2 separate regions of the Capra hircus genome follow, and region 1 is linked to region 2. Evidence: chromatin contacts called from public Hi-C data. All regions are on one chromosome and are shown on one strand. The core of a region is the stretch at or near the end of the contact, and the rest is flanking DNA. Distances in the headings are between cores, read along the strand shown. Region 1 holds the start of PPP2R5C (serine/threonine-protein phosphatase 2A 56 kDa regulatory subunit gamma isoform). Region 2 has its middle 59 kb from the start of PPP2R5C.

Region 1 (4,848 bases), core at 1,920-4,419, 60 kb before region 2:
AGGGGATGGCACTAGAAGTGAAGATGGACAAGAATACAGAGGGGAGAGAGACAACAGCGGGAAAGCAATGGCCAACCCAGAGTTCAGAGGAGCGGAAGAGCCTCAGCTAGTGCGCCTGCAAAATATACAGGACCTGCCAAGTGTCAGGCTTAATACGCCATGTTGCCTCTGGGATCCTGAGGAGGAAGCAGTGAAGGGCCCAACATTTCAGTACTTTTCAGTGGTAATTTCAAGCTCTGTAGCTCCAGCTCTTAGACAGTAGCGCTAGAAAAAATACAAAAAGACAAGCGGGGCATCTGCAGGCCGCACACTGCAGGCCGCACCTCAAGCCTCTTAAGCCACTGACAGTACAAACACCCAATCCACCTTAAACAGGCACTTGATTTAGGAGTGGCTTTGAGTTGCTGAGAAGTTGTTGTTGTTTTCCAGATTCAAACTTAACATTTTCCATCCTTACAGTCAGGTTCTTTTCATTAAAACAGGAATAAATGAACTATATGCACCAATCTGTGTGTGTGCAACACTAACAGAGACAGGTATGTGAGCAAGAAAGGTTTGGGGCAGCACTAGGAAGACGAAGCAGTTTTAATGAAAGATCAACAACCCAAAAAAGGGAAAAGAAAAGGCATATACCTTCGCAGAGCAGCTAAATTTCATTTAAATCAATTTAGTCAAACGACTGACACGGAAGTAAGCCAAGTCAAATGCAAGAATGCCACAGTGAAACGTGACTGTCTGCTATAAAGGAAGGACAGGGGAAGACTGGCACAAAGATACTGGTATTTAAGGAACCTTTTGGATTTCTGTTTTCTGCTTTGGGGAGGGCAACAGATTTGCTGGAGTAAACCACCTCCTAAAGAGGAGGGAGACTTAGAATGTACCAAATGGTAAGGAAAAGATAACCTGGGGCTATATCTATTAAAAAAAAAAAAAAAAAGGCTACCGCAGATAATGGCCCGTTAACTTATTTCCCAGACAGAACTGAACTCGATTCTAACTTGGCTTATAGGAAAGGGTCTGACACATGTAAATTACTGTCACCGTTGATAAACAGTCCAGCTATGGAGAACTGTGACTCCAAATTAAGCAGCTTCTCTGCTATCAAGGATTCAAAACAGCCCATTAGCTCTGCCTAGGTCCGTGTGGCTCCCAGACCCTCAGCCCAAGGTGCTCTAGCTCAACCGGTCACAAGGAAGAAAAGGTGAAGCCAAGCACTGGCTCTGTAGATGCCCTCAAAGCACACTCCCACCAGGTAGACACAGTCCCCACGAAGCACTCCGGCAGCTTCCTCAATAAGCCCAAAGGAAAGAAGCAAAAGAAGTCAGAACTGGCCAATACAAAGAAAAACAATGTAAAAGATGACAGACGATCGCACAAAAATAGCAATACCAGAAAACCCAAAATATACCAACACTGTCAGGGACAGAGGCTAACGGGACAGGACACTTACAGGGAAAAACACAGCAAAGTCTACACCTCGGAAAGCAAGGGTGATGGGAGGAGGGGGAGGAAGAGCTGCTGAGACAGACCTGCCTGTGAGCATGCTCAGTCGCTTCGACTGTGGCTGACTCTTTGCAATCCCATGGACTGTAGCCCACCAGGCTATTCTGGCCATGGGACTTTCCCCGAAAGAATACTGGAGTCGGTTGTCATTTCCTCCTCTAGGGGATCTTCCCAGCCCCAGGATCGATCCTGCGTCTCCTGCATTGCAGGCAGATTTCTAACCACTGAGCCACCAGGGAAGCTGAGAGCCAGACCTGGCCCCTTGCAAAGGAAGAGGGAGGATGGGAAAACTGAAAGGAACCTGAACCCAGTCTTGAAAGAGTCCTTGACGCCAGGCTCCGCGGCAGGGCTGCTAGATTTCAGGTGGTGGTGGTGGCGGGGGTGGGGTGGTGAACTTGAATATGCCAGCTGCACCAGAGGTGCACATCTTGTCTGAAAACATTCTCATTTCCCCAAAGACAAATAATGCAAACCCAAACAACTAAGATGGAGTGCTATGAGCAACACGAGTAAAGGATCTCATACAGGGAAATATTTCAGAAGAGCCTAGATTTTCTCACCCTCAGCTTTCCAGCCCTAAAATGGTGTTTATGAAAAAAATGGAAACAATATTTAAGAATAGTTACCTCTGATTCTATTATGTCTTGTCCTTCTTTTGAACTTTTCCCACTTTTCCCTGCTTTGGGTGATTCCTGGGAAACATCAAGCAGAATCAATTAGACTCCTCAATTTTTAGACTGTGTAACATCGAATAAACCAAAATGTAGTTTCATAAGTATTTAGACAATTTAACTATGACTGTTGATAGTTTTCATCAATACCATCACGACTCTCTTCCTTTCTATGGTTAAGAGACCCAGGATTGTGATGTGGTACCCACCGGCCAACCCCAAATTCAGATTCTCCCCGTTTGCTTCGTCTGCATTATCTGGCGCTCAAAACTTGAAGCAGAAACAAGTAAACGCACATTTGTACCATGCTCTCGGCATCTTGAAAGATGCACATCACAACCCTTTTTTTCCCCTTCCCACACTCAACTCTGGGAGCGAGGATGTCTGGGGTGATTCTGAAACGCTACAGAGCTCCACCTGAAGCAAAAACATACCCCCCCCCCCAACCCGTATGCAAGCGCAGCACAGTCACAGCCGTCGCCGCCGCCGCCACCCAGGATAATAATAGTTGAGAGCCCCAGAGCGTCCCTCCGGAGGGCAAACCGTTCTCCCCAAGCATTAAGCCCAGTCCATTCGCTGCCCTCCGCCCCAGCCGGAGGGTCCCTGCTGAGACGCCTGCACCCCGGCCTCGGAAGCCCCTGTCCAGGCGCCTGCGAGGATGGGTCAACCACCTCCGCGGCCCCACCTGCCCCCTCGCGCCCATCGCGCGCGCCGCCCCTCAACCCCGGCCGCGCCCCCCACGTCCCCGGCCGGTCCCGGCCTGGGCTCCGCGGCCCCGGGCGGACCCGCTGCCCCCCCGCCCCCACCCCGCACCCGCGCGATCCGGGAGCCCCGCCGGGCCCCGTTCCCGGACCGTTCCCCGCTGCCCCCCGCGCCCGCCCCGTCCGGCAGCCCCGGGGCCCGACTCACTTTCTCCTTCTTGTTTTTATTCGGCATGGCTGGTGCGGACCGCCGCCGCCTCCCCCGTCGCCTGCCCCCGCCCCGGCCGTCGCGCCTCCCCCTCCCGGCCGCCGCCGCCGCCGCCGCCGCCGCCGCTGCCGCCCGGGGACTGAGTCGTTCGCTCGCTCGCGGTTCCCCTTTCCCAGGCTCCCAGAAGCTGCGGCAGCCGCGGCGGCGGCAGCGGCGGCGGCGGCGGCGGCGGAGGCAGCGGCGGCTTCTCTCCGCCCCTCCCCAGGCCCCCCGCCCCTCCCGTCCCCCAGAACTCTCCCCGCCCCCGCGCCCGGCCCCGCCCCCGGCCCGCGTCCCCACTCCGCCCCGGGCCCGCCTCCGCGCTGTCCCCGCCCCACCCCGCCCGCGACCCCGCCCCCTCTCCGACCCCCGCCCCCAGGCAGCGGCCACCGCCCCCCGAGTGCGCGGCCCCGCCCCCGCGCCCCCGCCCCGCCCTCCGGGCACCCCGCCATTGGCCGAGGCGCCTCACGTGCCCTAACGCTCTCCGTTCTCTCCGCTCCTTAGCGTGGCCTTGGTCTCCCTCCCCGCGCTCCGGCTCGGGTCCGTCTCACGCAGGCAGCGGCGGCGGCTGGGGAGGAAGCGTGGGGCTTCGGCTGAGGCGACAGACCGGAGACTGCTGTGGAGGTTCGGGACAGACAAAGCAGGGGGCACATTTGAAACGGATGGCAATAACTTGTGCGGCCAGAGGGACGCGAACGGCGACTTCGGCCCCTGGCCGCCGCGGCGCTGGGTAGCGGCTGAGGAGGCCCGGCAGCCACGCGAGCAGCGGTTTCGCGGGTTCCCGCTAGGCCCCGCCTCCTGCGTTGGCCCCGCCCTCAGGGTTCCGCCCGCCTCCTGTGTTGGCCACGCCCCCGACCAGCCCCGCCTCCTCCAGTGTTTGCCCCGCTCCCGATCCGCCCCGCCTCTGGTGGCCCCGCCCCACAGGTCAGGCTCCTGCTTTGCCCGTTCAGTTCAGTTCAGTTCAGTTCAGTTCAGTTCAGTCTCTCAGTCGTGTCCGACTCTTTGCGACCCCATGAATCGCAGCACGCCAGGCCTCCCTGTCCATCACCAACTCCCGGAGTTCACCCAAACTCATGTCCATTGAGTCGGTGATGCCATCCAGCCATCTCATCCTCTGTCCTCCCCGTCTCCTCCTGCCCCGAATCCCTCCCAGCATCAGAGTCTTTTCTGATGATGAGTCAACTCTTCGCATGAGGTGGCCAAAGTACTGGAGTTTCAGCTTTAGCATCAGTCCTTCCAATGAACACCCAGGACTGATCTCCTTCAGAATGGACTGGTTGGATCTCCTTGCAGTCCAAGGGACTCTCAAGAGTCTTCTCCAACACCACAGTTCAAAAGCATCAATTCTTCAGCGTTCAGCTTTCTTCACAGTCCAACTCTCACATCTGTACATGACCACTGGAAAAACCATAGCCTAGACTAGACAGACATTTGTTGGCAAAGTAATGTCTCTGCTTTTGAATATGCTATCTAGGTTGGTCATAACTTTCCTTCCAAGGAGTAAGCGTCTTTTAATTTCATGGCTGCAATCACCATCTGCAGTGCTTTTGGAGCCGATGGGATTTTATTTTATTCTTTAATTTGGCTTGATTGTAAGCCATGTGAAGCAACCTCTGCATTATGACCAGGAATCACGTGGTTCATTTTACCTTGCTGATAGCTCTTGGGAGATGAGTTTTCCAAGGGAAGTGGGCTAACTTTTTTATATTCCCGCAGTTTGTGTAGT
Region 2 (5,025 bases), core at 2,048-4,547:
TGTTTCTGCCAGTCTCCACCGGCCAGTGGACGGGGGGGACTCAGTGACTGCCCCAGTTGGCCTGCCTGCACCCCAGAAGTGCCCCAGAGTGTCTCAGCCATTCCCTCAGCTCCGTGTGGATGGATGACCGTCTGCAAATTTCAGGCCAGTGGTGCTCCCCAGCTCAGTTGTCCCACAGGTCCTGCTGGACACCAGCCACCCAGGGACCAAGGGCTCTGTCTCCTGTTTGTCCACTGTTCCCAAGGGCACCTCCCAGGAAGGCCAAGGGTGACTGAGGGAGCAGGACCCAGGCGTTATGGGGTCCCCCAGCCAGACACCTCCAAATGCCACCCAGTGCATCCCCGATATCTCCATAACATCGTCTGGCAAGAAGGGAGAAAAAAACAACCCTTGAAAACCACACTCCATTTTACAGGGTAGGAAGCTGAGGCTAGGAGAGCAGTCACACCACAGTCAAGAGGCCTGGGGTCCTGCCTCCCCACGGGTGTGGGGTGGGGGTGGGGGGGTGGAGGAAGGGCGGAGGAGGGGTGGGGGACACCCCCCCACCTTGCTCCTGCTCTGGTTACCCCGGCCCAGGGGGATGTGGACTCAGGTCTCCCTGGGTCTGAGTGTGGGGTGGGCAGGTGGCCGATGTCCTTGCACAGCAGAAGCCTCAACTTCCGCTGGGAACTGCTGACCAGCACAGCTGTCTGCATCTGGGCAGCTGAAGGAAGCGGCCGCGGCCCTCGCTGCCCTGTCCCCGGGCCTTAGCGCCACTGCTTGCAGAGCCCTGGGCGCCCTCCCCAGGCCGCATGTGAAGCAGGTGGATTACCGAGCAGGCGGATCCGGCCATGGGGAATTTCCTTCCCGGGCTGCGCGTGTTTAAAACTCGAACCGATTGTTAGAACTACCTCCTTGGCACCAGCCAGAGGACCCAGTTTGGAGAGGCTTAGTCTCCTGTGTCCAGACATCAGCCAGCAGAGGCCATAAAGTCCTGGGGATTTCAAGCGTGTCCCAGTCTCGCTTGCTAAGCTCAGCGTCCTTTGGTTCCTGCGCTCCCTGTTTGCGTGTTGTCGCCTGTTCCTCTGCCCTCACGATCTTTGCCAAGGGCAGCTCTTACCCCATATACCCTTCCCTACAGGCAGGGGCACGCTGTGTGTAAGCGTGCAACAACTGACTCTGGGTAAAAGGCCTAGAGCGTAGTGTTGGCCATTTTCCCCACCGTGGCCAATGCCAATTTCTCCTTTCTTTCTTAAAAAAAACTTATGTATTTGGCTGTGCTGGGTCTTACTTGCTGCATGCAGAGTTTCCACCTTCCTTGTGGCAGACAGGATCTTTAGTTGCAGCAGGTGGAACCTAGTTTCCTGACCCGGGAGGGAACGCCAACTCCCTGCTTGGGGAGCCTGGAGATTTAGCCACTGGACCTCCAGGGAAGTCACGGACCATGGCCAATTTCAAACCACTGACTTGAAGTCACTGTACTGGGGTGCGGAAGAGATCTCTCTCTCTCTTTAGTTGCTGAGTCGTGTCCGACTCTTTTCGACCCCGTAGACTGTAGGCCGCTAGGCTTCTCTGTCCATAGGATTTTCCAGGCAAGAATACTGGAGTGGGTTGCCATTTCTTCCTCCAGGGGAAGAGATACACAGTAGTAAACTGTTATATGGTGTCTTCACTCTACAAATAAACAGTCGGAAGAGCAAAGACAATAGTGAAGTTTAGTAAAATAATAACTAGGTGATGTCTTGAATATTTATTACCTTTGTTTATACTTATTTATTTAGTTGTGTCGGGGCTTAGTAGTGGCGCTCAGGATCTTCCTTGCTCATGAGTTGCAACTTCTCTCAAGTTGCTGCAAGGGGTCCGAGTTGCCCTGTGCCATGTGAGATCTTCATGTGGGGTCTTATTTCCCCGACCAGGGATCAAACCCCCATCACCCGCACCAGAAGGTGGATTCTAAGCCACTGGACCACCAGGGAAGTCCCATTACCTTTGTTTTCAATAGAATTTAATTACAAGAATATATGATTTATTTTTTATCAAGGTATGAGAAGGAAATGGCAACCCACTCCATTATTCTTGCCTAGAGAATCCCAGGGATGGGGGAGCCCGGTGGGCTGCTGTCTATGGGGTCGCAGAGAGTCGGACACGACTGAAGCGACTTAGCAGCAGCAGCAGCTTGTATAACAACTGATTTAGAAATTCCTGAAAATGCAGTAGTCAGCTCTTGTCAAGAGCTGGGACAAGCACCCCATTGCTGCAGGGAAAACCCCAAACTTCATACGTGAGAAATCGCACAGGGCACATGGGAGACAGCACAGTGGGTGCAGAGTGCAGGCCCTGAAGACAAGGCCTGGGTTGACTCCGCCTCTGCGGGTCGCTGTGTGAGCTTAGGTAGGTTATTCGAGCTCTCTGGGCCTTGGATGCGTCGGCTGTAAAACGGCAGCAGCACTACATAGGGCAACTGTGAAGCCTGGGCTAACAAAGAAAGGCACGTGCAGTGTCCTGCCCGTCCTGAATGATCAGGAAGTGTCAGCCTTTCTTGTTTTCTCTTTTGTGTGTGAGTTTTTGGTTGCTTAGCTGTGTCCAGCTCTTACCATGAACTGTAGCCCGCCAGGCTTCCCTTCCCATGGGATTCTCCAGGCAAGAATATTGGAGTGGGTTCCCACTCCAGTACTCTTGCCTGGAAAATCCGTGGATGGAGGAGCCTGGTGGGCTGCAGTCCTGGGGGTCGCTAACAGTTGGACACGACTGAGCGACTTCACTTTCACTTTTTACTTTCATGTACTGGAGAAGGAAATGGCAACCCACTCCAGTGTTCTTGCCTGGAGAATCCCAGGGACGGGGGAGCCTGGTGGGCTGCCGTCTCTGGGGTCGCACAGAGTCGGATACAACCGAAGCGACTTAGTAGTAGTAGCCTTCTCAAAGGGATCTTCCCAACCCAGGGATCGAACCTGGGTCTCCTGCATTGCAGGCAGATTCTTTACATTTGAGTGCTGCTGTTTTAAATTGGTAGCAGTAGTTTTCTGCGACTAAAAGCAAAGATGATCGTTGTTCGCCATCTGGTGGTCAGAGTCTATCATTACACCCTAGGTTGTGCCCAGGTGGGTCATTTTTCACTCGAGGCCTATGGACCACCCGCAGCTGCTGGTCAACGACCCTCCTTCACCCATTTTGACCCCTTGGCCCTTTGCAGGAGTAGCGGCAGACTCCTCAAGAAAGGGGATTCGATGGGACAGGCCCAGTCCTGGACTCTGCAGAGCTAGCTTGCCTCCCTGAAGCCTCGGTAAGGCCCCTGCTGCTGGGCTAGGGGCGCAGGTGCCTAAGGGGCCTTAGGGATGGGGCCCATTCCTCTGTGTGCATGTGCGCGTGCGTGTGAAATCCAGTCCTCCTGTCTCCGGGATGGCCCTCATTACGGACTTTCTAAACCCAGCTCTTTGTATCCCTGTGGTCCTGCTGTGTCCTGGGCAACAGCCCTACTCTGGGCCAGGCGTCACGCTGGGTCCTGGGGACACACCCAGGGCTTAGGTTCTGGCGGGGAGACGGACGGTGCTTGCAGGGTGGGGCTGCCGGAGCCCAGATCCGGGTGTCCCTCCGGCTGGTGACGTCCTGGGTCTCTGTGCTGCGCTGGGCCTTCCATGGGGGCTGGAGCGCCGGGCAGAGGTGCCAGAGCCCTCCGTGGGAGCCCCAGCAGTGGGTGCAGGGTCCCACTCCCTCCCAGCAGCCTTTCCTCTCCCACCAGGCTGGTGACAAGGCCTGGAACCTTTGTGCCACATTCACTGTGGCTCGTGGCAACAGCCGCATTTCCCGGCTCTTATCCCGGTGCCTTACATCACAGGTGCCTCCTCCAGTCTCACGATGGACTTGGGGCCTCAGACCTATCGACAGACAGCACTGTCGAGGCAGTCTGAGCACCAGCTGGAGAACAATTTCCAGACACAGAGAATTTCAGGAAGGTGTGAGTTTATTAAGAACAAACAGCAAAGATAATGAGGGTGCTGCAAATGCAGTGGGCTGACCTCCTGACAGGCCGTGGAGAGCCCACGGGACGCTGTTAGAACAGTGGGCCAGCTCTGGGGGAGCCGGCGTCTTTCATGGGTTATCAGGCAATTTTCAAAGCCTCAAAACAAAGAAAATTCCTGCTGGGAGAGTGGCATTAGGTGACTGGGGAGGGTGCTAAAGGGTGAGTACCGGGCTGGGCGTTTTTGCCTAATTTGGGGTCAGGAACTTGGCTGGCAAGGGTCAAGGGGCTTTTGGCAATGGTTACAAATGTTTACCAATGTGGAAAATTCTTAAAGAGAAGGGAATACCAGACCACGTGACCTGCCTGAGAAATCTGTATGCAGGTCAAGAAGCAACAGTTAGAACCAGACATGGAACAACAGACTGGATCCAAATAGGGAAAGGAGTACCTCAAGGCTGTATATTGTCACCCTGTTTATTTAACTTCTATGCAGAGTACATCATCTGAAATGCTGGGCTGGATAAAACACAAGCTGGAAGCAAGGTTGCCAGGAGAAATACCAATAACCTCAGATACGCAGATGACACCATGCTTATAGCAGAACGCGAAGAAGAACTAAAGAGCCTCTTGATGAAAGCGAAAGAGGAGAGTGAAAAAGTTGGCTTAAAGCTCAACATTCAGAAAACTAAGATCATGGCATCTGGTCCCATCACTTCATGGCAAATAGATGGGGAAACAATGGAAACAGTGTCAGACTTTATTTGGGGGGGGCTCCAAAATAGCTACAAATGGTGACTGCAGCCATGGAATTAATTAATTAATTTTTTCTCTCGGAAGAAAAGCTATGACCAAACTAGACAGCATATTAAGAAACAGAGACATTACTTTGCCAACAAAGGTCCGTCAAGTCAAGGCTATGATTTTTCCGTAGTCATGTATGGATGTGAGAGTTGGACTGTGAAGAAAGCTGAGCGCTGAAGGATTGATGCTTTTGAACTGTGGTGTTGGAGACTCTTGAGAGTCCCTTGGACGGCAAGGAGACTCAACCAGTCCATCCTAAAGGAAATCAGTCCTGAATATTCTTT

Evidence for each region. A called contact is a pair of places that touch in the nucleus more often than the background predicts.
Region 1: a Hi-C map of blood shows a contact between it and region 2, with 4 times the contacts expected there. The contact joins the promoter of PPP2R5C here to the enhancer-like site in region 2. A contact is called at or near these places in 3 of 5 Hi-C or Micro-C datasets (all in blood).

What each region holds. Positions count from the first base shown.
Region 1 is chr21:65,935,472-65,940,319 of ARS1.2, reverse strand. PPP2R5C (serine/threonine-protein phosphatase 2A 56 kDa regulatory subunit gamma isoform) reads right to left here and starts at 3,169. Exons shown (of 15, transcript XM_018066065.1): 1 at 3,084-3,169; 2 at 2,130-2,195. The coding sequence starts at 3,110.
Region 2 is chr21:65,875,658-65,880,682 of ARS1.2, reverse strand. No RefSeq gene overlaps it. Among named protein-coding and RNA genes, the nearest start is that of PPP2R5C, 59 kb to the left of the region's middle. Within about 2 kb of position 3,297, at least 1 of the 5 cell types and tissues checked has an H3K27ac peak or open chromatin away from gene starts, as enhancers often do.